2 separate regions of the Sus scrofa genome follow, and region 1 is linked to region 2. The links are chromatin contacts, called in public HiChIP or PLAC-seq maps. All regions are on one chromosome and are shown on one strand. Each heading gives the region's core, a stretch centred on a gene start, on an enhancer-like site or on the middle of the called end of the contact. The rest is flanking DNA. Distances are from core to core; before and after follow the strand shown.

Evidence for each region. HiChIP or PLAC-seq counts read pairs in DNA pulled down with a chosen protein or histone mark.
Region 1: an H3K27ac HiChIP or PLAC-seq map of alveolar macrophages shows a contact between it and region 2. The contact joins two enhancer-like sites. A contact is called at or near these places in 1 of 47 Hi-C or Micro-C datasets (epiblast stem cells) and 1 of 2 datasets of contacts at active chromatin or transcription factors (alveolar macrophages).

What each region holds. Positions count from the first base shown.
Region 1 is chr13:138,816,670-138,820,394 of Sscrofa11.1, reverse strand. It overlaps GOLGB1 (golgin subfamily B member 1), which reads right to left. Exons shown (of 23, transcript XM_021070274.1): 15 at 1,291-3,205. Among named protein-coding and RNA genes, the nearest start is that of HCLS1, 34 kb to the left of the region's middle. Within about 2 kb of position 1,619, at least 11 of the 83 cell types and tissues checked have an H3K27ac peak or open chromatin away from gene starts, as enhancers often do. A contact at or near this core is called in alveolar macrophages, where this site is marked.
Region 2 is chr13:138,554,414-138,557,839 of Sscrofa11.1, reverse strand. ILDR1 (immunoglobulin-like domain-containing receptor 1) reads right to left here. Exons shown (of 9, transcript XM_005654050.3): 6 at 738-869; 7 at 35-526; 8 at 1-32. Among named protein-coding and RNA genes, the nearest start is that of ILDR1, 25 kb to the right of the region's middle. Within about 2 kb of position 2,074, at least 9 of the 83 cell types and tissues checked have an H3K27ac peak or open chromatin away from gene starts, as enhancers often do. A contact at or near this core is called in alveolar macrophages, where this site is marked.

The DNA.
Region 1 (3,725 bases), core at 370-2,869, 260 kb before region 2:
ATTGTCTATAAATATTCAATATTCAATGGAATATGAATGAACACATTGAAAAAAAAATTGCCTAAGACTTTACAGTTAGGAGAAATGATGTTTTTTCCCCTAGTGCTAATCTTAAAAACTAGACTTTTCATCCTCTGGAATTAAAAATGGAAAATCCAGCCTTTTGAAGCTTTATTTATTTCCTATTTTGCTTAAGCATAAGGGCCTGACAGAGTTAAGAAACTCAGGAAAGTGAAGAGAGTAATATCACAAAGTAGAATCCCTAAACAGCCTAGCTGGGATCATGGAATTCCAGTTTTTGTCTCTAAATCTTCTTCTTTTTTTTGTCTGTGCCCAGAGCATGTGAAAAGTTCCCGGGCCAGGGACTGAACCCAAGCCACAGCAGTGACCCAAACTACTGCAGTGACAACTGTACGTTTTCAGAAAAATAAGGCCTGGATTCAAATGCTGGATTCAATTACTTCCAAAAGCAGTAAAATTTTAACATTATATCCCTTATCTTTCTCTCAGATTTAAAAAAAAAAGTTGAGTAATTACAGGGAAGTGGGTAAATGGTTCAGTATGCAAATAAAGCTTTACTAAGCAGCCATTTAAATGTATTTAAATGAACCCTTTTTACATTGAACTCCCACCCCCCCTTATTTTGGCCACCCCTCAGCATATATGGAGTTCCCAGGCCGGGGGTCAGATCCGAGCCATGCTGGTGACTATGCCACAGCTGTGGCAACGCCAGATCCTTAACCCACAGTGCCAGGCTAGGGATTGAACCTGTGACACAGCATGGCAGAGACACTGCTAATTTCATGGAGCCACAGCGGGAACTCCACATTGGACATTCTGTTGACATATTAGGGTCGAGTTTACATATGAGATAAGCTGAATCCTCTCTACCCTTAATACCACCAGATTTTGCTAAACTGTCACAATAAGAAGGCTCTAAGTGATCCCTATGCTTTCATTCAATTAAACTATGACAAATTCTGTGTGTGTATCAAGTATATAAAACAGCTCTCCATCTTTTAGTCCTTTTATAACCAATGGAAAGTTCTGTGCAAAGGAAATTTGTAATCTTTCTTAAGATGGTAATGGCAGATTTATGGAAATTTAAACAATGCTTCTGTGTTTCTCTAAGACCAAAAAGAATCTGTGGGATGTATAACATCGTCCCAGAGTACCCAGAAAATACGAATACATTTTTGGGGGGTCACTTTCTATAAAAGTGAAAATCAATTTAAAGAAAGATTCAAAAACTCTCAAACGCAGATTTGAAAGAGAAAACTGGACACTCACTAGTCGGTCTCGGTCATTTTGGAGTGATGACATAGCTTTTTTTAAACTCTGTACTTCAGCTGGGCTGGTTGTGGGTGGGGCTGCAGACCTCTGCTTCCCTTCCTCTGTCTTGCGGAATTTCTCCAGTTCATTCAGCAGGCGATCTCTCTCGTTCTGCAGACTGGCCATAGCCCTGGAAAAGGACTGCACTTGGTTGTAAGAATCTTCTAGCTGTGAGGACAAGTGAAGCAATTGCTCATCTTTGGAAAGAAGCTGCTGGTTAAGTCTCTCAAGGTGGGGTGAGCTGTCATCCCCAGTGGAGTGCACCGGAAATGCAGCTTTAGAAACAAGAACCTCTCTCTCCCTGCCTGAGAGGCCCTGTTCTTCTCTCAGCTGTGCCAGCTCCTTCAGACTGGCCTCATATTTCCTTTTCAGGCCTTCAAGCTCCTCATTTGCGTGATCTCTACTATTTTGCAGGGAACTCATTGACTTCCCGAAAGACTGGATTTGTGCTGTGAGATCTTTATTTTCTTTGGTGACCGCAAGCAACTTCTGTTCCATCTCCACCAGATCCCTTGCAAGCTCTGCCACCCTCTCCTCTGCTGTTTCAGTTTCATTTCGCATTATCCCGGCATCATGATGAAGATGCTTTAGTTCTTTCTTCAGTTTATCTTCAATTTCATCCACCTTCTTGGCAGCTTCCTTCTGAACACGAACCAATTCCTCTTCCAGCTCTGTAATTCTCTTCTGAGAGGAAGAAAGAGTAGTACTTAACTTCTGTACCTCTTCTTCTTTTACTTTTAATTGGGCCTGAAATATTCCTAAAGTACCTTCTTCTTGCAAGGCTGTCAACTGTTTCTTTAGCTGGGATATAGATCCTTTCAAGCTCTCAATCTCTTTGGATAAACCTTGCTTCTCCTCCTGTAGAGCAAGAGAGGACCTCTTCAGCTCCTCCTTCGCTTCCTCAGACTCCTTGAGTTTTTCTTCTAATTTGGTATACTCACTTTTCAGCTCCTTAGTCTGCTGAAGTTGAGCTTCAAGGAGCTGCTTTTGCTGACAGTCCTTCCTTGCTATCACTTGGTTCAGGTCTTCTCTATATTGGATCAGCTCTGCATCGAGCTTGGCGTTCTCAGAATTGAGATCATCCATATGACTCCTTAAGCATCGAATTTCTTCCTTCAGCTTATTATTCTCGGTAGCAGCATCTTGGATGAGTTGGTCTTTTTCCAAGATCACCGAGAGATGTCGCTCTTCCAGCTGTTGGTAGTCACTTACGATGCGATCTCGGTCATCTTGGAGAGAGGACATGGATTTAACGAAGGAATTCAGCTGAGCCTTCTGCTGCATGTTCTCCTTTTTCATATTTTTCAGTGATTCCATAAGCTGATTGGTTTTGTCAACAGCTTTTTTGTTCTCCTCTTCTAGGACAGTATTCTCCTCTTCCTCCTGGGACAGTAGATTTTCTAATTCTTTAATTTCTTTATCATGCTGCTGATGCAGTTCAGCAACAGCTACTTGGATTGCCTGTTCCTTGTCAGAAAGCAGACTTATAATCTTTTGCTCTTTCATGTTTATTTCTTCATGCAGCCTACTGGTCAGTTGCCTAGAGGCCTGAAGATCAGTCTCTAGCTGTTCATAATTGAACTTACAATTTTGGATATCAGCCTCTTGCTGCTTTATGATGCCTTCCAAATGTTCTTTATTTTCCTTATATTTTTCTAAAGAGTTATTTAAATCAGTTGACTGGTCTCTGAGGATCTTAAATTCCGATTCCAACTTAGCTAGTTCACCCTGAGAACTATGGTATAGGTGTCGAGTCTCTTCTAGCTGAGATAAAAGTTCTTTGTTTTCCCCCTGTAGAGTGTCACAGACCTTCTGCTGAAGCTGGACCTCTGTCTTGGCTTTGGACTCCCAAGTCTGTTTGTCATGCTCAAGCCTAGAAAAAAAGAAAGGTCGCTAAATACATATTTTAAGGGAAAAGTACTTGTGTGATGCCTAAGCAACACATTCTACATGTACTCAGATCTATAAATGAATAAATATTCATAATTAAAAGTGCTCATCTTTTTAATAAACAGATATTAGTTCTACTGAACGCTCTGTATTAAATGTATATTGCACCTCAGAATTCATATATTTAAATCATAAACTCCAAAGTATGTTGCTAATTTAGTGATATGACTTTGGACACTCTAAAAAGTGTCCCCAATTTTGCTTTATTTTGCTCTAGAAAAGCTATTGTCTGGCCACCTAAAGGAATAATATTGGTATGAGAGACAATGAGGAAATATGTTCCAGAGCAGAAGAATCCTACTAAAAATGGAAGAGTATAAGGTAGGAGAAAGATTATTAGCTCTTGAGTTTGAAACATGATATAAAATAGGAGTTTGTGGAGTTCCCTGGTGGCTCCATGTGTAAAGGATCCACTGTTGTCACTGCTGTGGCTTGGGTGCTGC
Region 2 (3,426 bases), core at 825-3,324:
GGAGCAGCTGCGGGCCTCGCTGGACAAGGGCCATCGCTGAGGCTGTCCCTGTCTGACCAGGGGGTGGGTGACCCGCGCTGCCTGGGGCCACGGTGTCTTCCACTCCGCAGTTGGTCCAGCTCCCTTTGCTCCAACGCCCAGCGCTTAGACTCCTGGTCCCGGGGCTGCAGGTGGAAATCAGAGTAGCGGTGCTGCCTCCTCCCCTCCCTCAGATCCCGGGGTGCGGGGGCAGCCGGTGGCGGCACCCACTGCTGACGGGAGGAGCTGCTGGTCCTCCACGAAGACGACAGGTCTCTGACCAGTGGAGGTAGGTGGATGATTCTGCGTTCCACGACCTCAGAGCCCAGGGAGGACAGCATGCTGCAGGGATGGCCAGATCTGGCTTGGAGGTCAGGAGGCAGAGGCTGGGCTGGGTTGAGGTTCCGCAGCTCTTTCTCCAAATACTCTAGGACACCACTGGTGATGGGAGGGTGAGCGGAGGTCTGGGTCACCGGCACCTCTGGAAGGCTGGATCTTAGGGACAAATCTGAATGGAAATAAGGATAAAAACATGCAAAACTGCTGGGCAGAAACATGCTCCTCAGAATCAGGGCACCGAAGTGCCACCTTATTTAGCTTGCATCTACCCCCTCCCATCCTCAAAGGTAAAGATGCCCACCATATTGGTTCTGAAGATCTCCGATGCAGCCCATGTCCTACCTTGCCCTCTCCCACCCCAAATTTCTGGCAAAATTTACCTCGCTGTAGCAGTGGGTTCATTGGATAAGATGAAAACTGGGAGCTCCTGTCCGCCCCCCAGTACAGGGGTTTTTCCATCATCTGAGGGCCTAGGGCCTGAACCTGCTTCATGTAGCGATGGCGGGCCAGGGCTGCAGGGGGAAAAGGAGAAATGCAGAACCTCAGCCAGGGCAAGGCCCACACCTCCCACTTCACTCCTCTCCACCTAGCAGCCTTGCCAAGAAGCCACTTTCTCTCCTGGAAGTTTATTGTGACCTCGCTTGCGTGAGAGTAAGAGTGAAGGGAAGTAGTAAATCAACTGGCAAGGCACTAGGAATAAATTCCCTAGGCAAGACTGCAACTCCTGCAACCCTAGGAAAGTACACTCTTAAAACTTGACTTCCTAGTCTCCAAAACATTTCATCATCCTACCCAATCCTAAAGGTTACCTAAAAGGTGTAGGTAGATACATAGATAGTACCAGGCAATGAAATCTCAGGCCACAGGCCAAATATAGTAGGTACAGATGCAAAGGGCTTAGAGGAGCTGTGAGTCAGAGGCTGCCTGGGAAGCTCAGGACTGCCTTCTCAAAGTGGAAAAAGAAATAGAGAAGGACACTGATGCTGAGGTCAATGGGCAGAATTACTGGTAAAGGAGAGGGACTGAAGAATGTTTTTGGCTGGTAATGCCAGCCCAGGGTGGGAGAAAACCAGGGGGAAGAGGGCAGAGAATGCAAAAAGCTGAAGTGGATCCTTTCTGCTCTTCTCCTCACTTTATTAAGTGTTGGGGTTTTCCCTAAGTAGGGGGAATCTTTAATGGGTGGAGTAGAAGCAGGGAAGGGAGAAGGGAAATACCATTTCCTTTCAGGGCAAGGTAAAGAATATGAAAAAGCAGCACAAGAGATCCACAGAAATGGTTCTCCAGTCCCCTAGGGGCAGCTGATCTGAAGCATGCATCCCACAGCAAGTGCAAATTAAAAACGAATGCATCTAGTTGTTTTTGCTCATGAATTTCTATTTTGGGTTAATGGAGACTGAGTGCACATGTCTCCCAAGGTCCCTGTCTATCCATGCATGTAGGAAATGTACTCGTGTGCTTAAGTGCAGGGAATGCCTGCCTTAGCACTCTCATCTCTTTCTGGGTTTCCCAAGCCCAGTGCCCACCCCTAAAGCAAGAGGGCTTTTTCAGAGGCTTCCTCTTGCCACAGTAGGTGGGGGCAGAAGGCAGGCATTCTGGGCCCAGCTGCATAGGGTAAGGGATTCGCTAAGGCCAGCAGCTAAAGAGCCACCTGGAAGGCTACCCAATGGCTCTAGTGTGAAACCAACTTCCAGCACAACAGGAAGTGGTTGTAGCCAAGCCCCCAGAAATATCTGGAGCTCCAGCCCTGATGGTGAGTCACAGCCCAGGCTGGAGGAAATCAGATGCAAACTTAGAGCAGCTCACCCAGCTGCTATACCTTCATGCCCAGGGACAGCACCCCAGATCCTCCGAAGACAAGTCCTCTTGCTCAGCACTTTCCTCTCCCTCTTATTAACAGATGCCTCCCCCAGCTCACTATACATGCTGCATCCAGCACATGTAATGCCCTGCTTAATATGTGCCAGTCACTTGACATGTACTAACCAATCCTCAGAAATATCTCTTCATTTGAGAATCAGATGAGGAAGTTATGTTTAGAGAGGTTACCTTCCCGGCCCAATGTCCCACAGCTGGTGATTGGCAGAGGCAGCATGTGACCTTGTGTCTGACACCCGAGCCTGTACCCTTTCTGCCAAACCACAGAGTCCCCAGACTCCTTTATTTCTGTGATAAACCAAAAAATAAACTCTTCCCCAGAAGTACCCCCTCCCTTTATTTCTCTCCACTCAGCACCACATCTTTCGGAACCCACTCCAGACTAATCTCTGCTTCTAAGGACTGGAGACACCTGATTCTTTTGGTAACAACTCTATCCATCTATCCATCCCCTGACCCCCTCTAATTAAATCTCGGTTTCCTCCAGATGGTACCTATCCCCCCTCTTGGCCACTTCCTTTACCAACTCTCCTGATTGGAGAGAATGAGAGTCGGGCTTACTCCTTGCTCCCCAAATGATTTTTTAATTAATGAAACCCCTGCACAGATGACTCCCTAGAAACCCTTCCAGATCCATCATGAGCTTTCCTATCATATTTACACACCTGTTCCTTTCTTAGCTGCCACCATTTTTTTCCCAGGATCCCTCCCTTCCCTGATGCACTAGAACTCATGAGATGGGAGTAGAAAAATACACTGAGCTTCTCCCTTGCCCTCCTGTCCCTGGAAACAGCTCTACAGGGAGATCTAAACTTCTAGGGGTGTCCGTTGCTCCCCCAGTGGGAAATCAGACAGGCTAGAAAATAGGCAATGCACAGAAATTAACAAAGCTTCAAAAGACTCCCAATACATTATTTCCGAACCTCAGTGGGGTAAAGTCTGCCTTGGTCACCTTTAATGAACTGGTTAAATATACAGACTCCTGGCTCCCACTCCCAGTCTAGGCCTCAGTCTAATACAAGGTGAGAAAATCCACATTGTCAAGCTCCTTGATTTTCATTCGGAGAGTTGAATTGGAGTTGATTGTCCACTCTCAAGAACATTCTGAGAATTATGATATCCGGGATAGGTTTCCTTGAATACAGGCTTGGCGGGTTACATGAACTTCAATTTGATTCTTCCATGTCCTAGCTA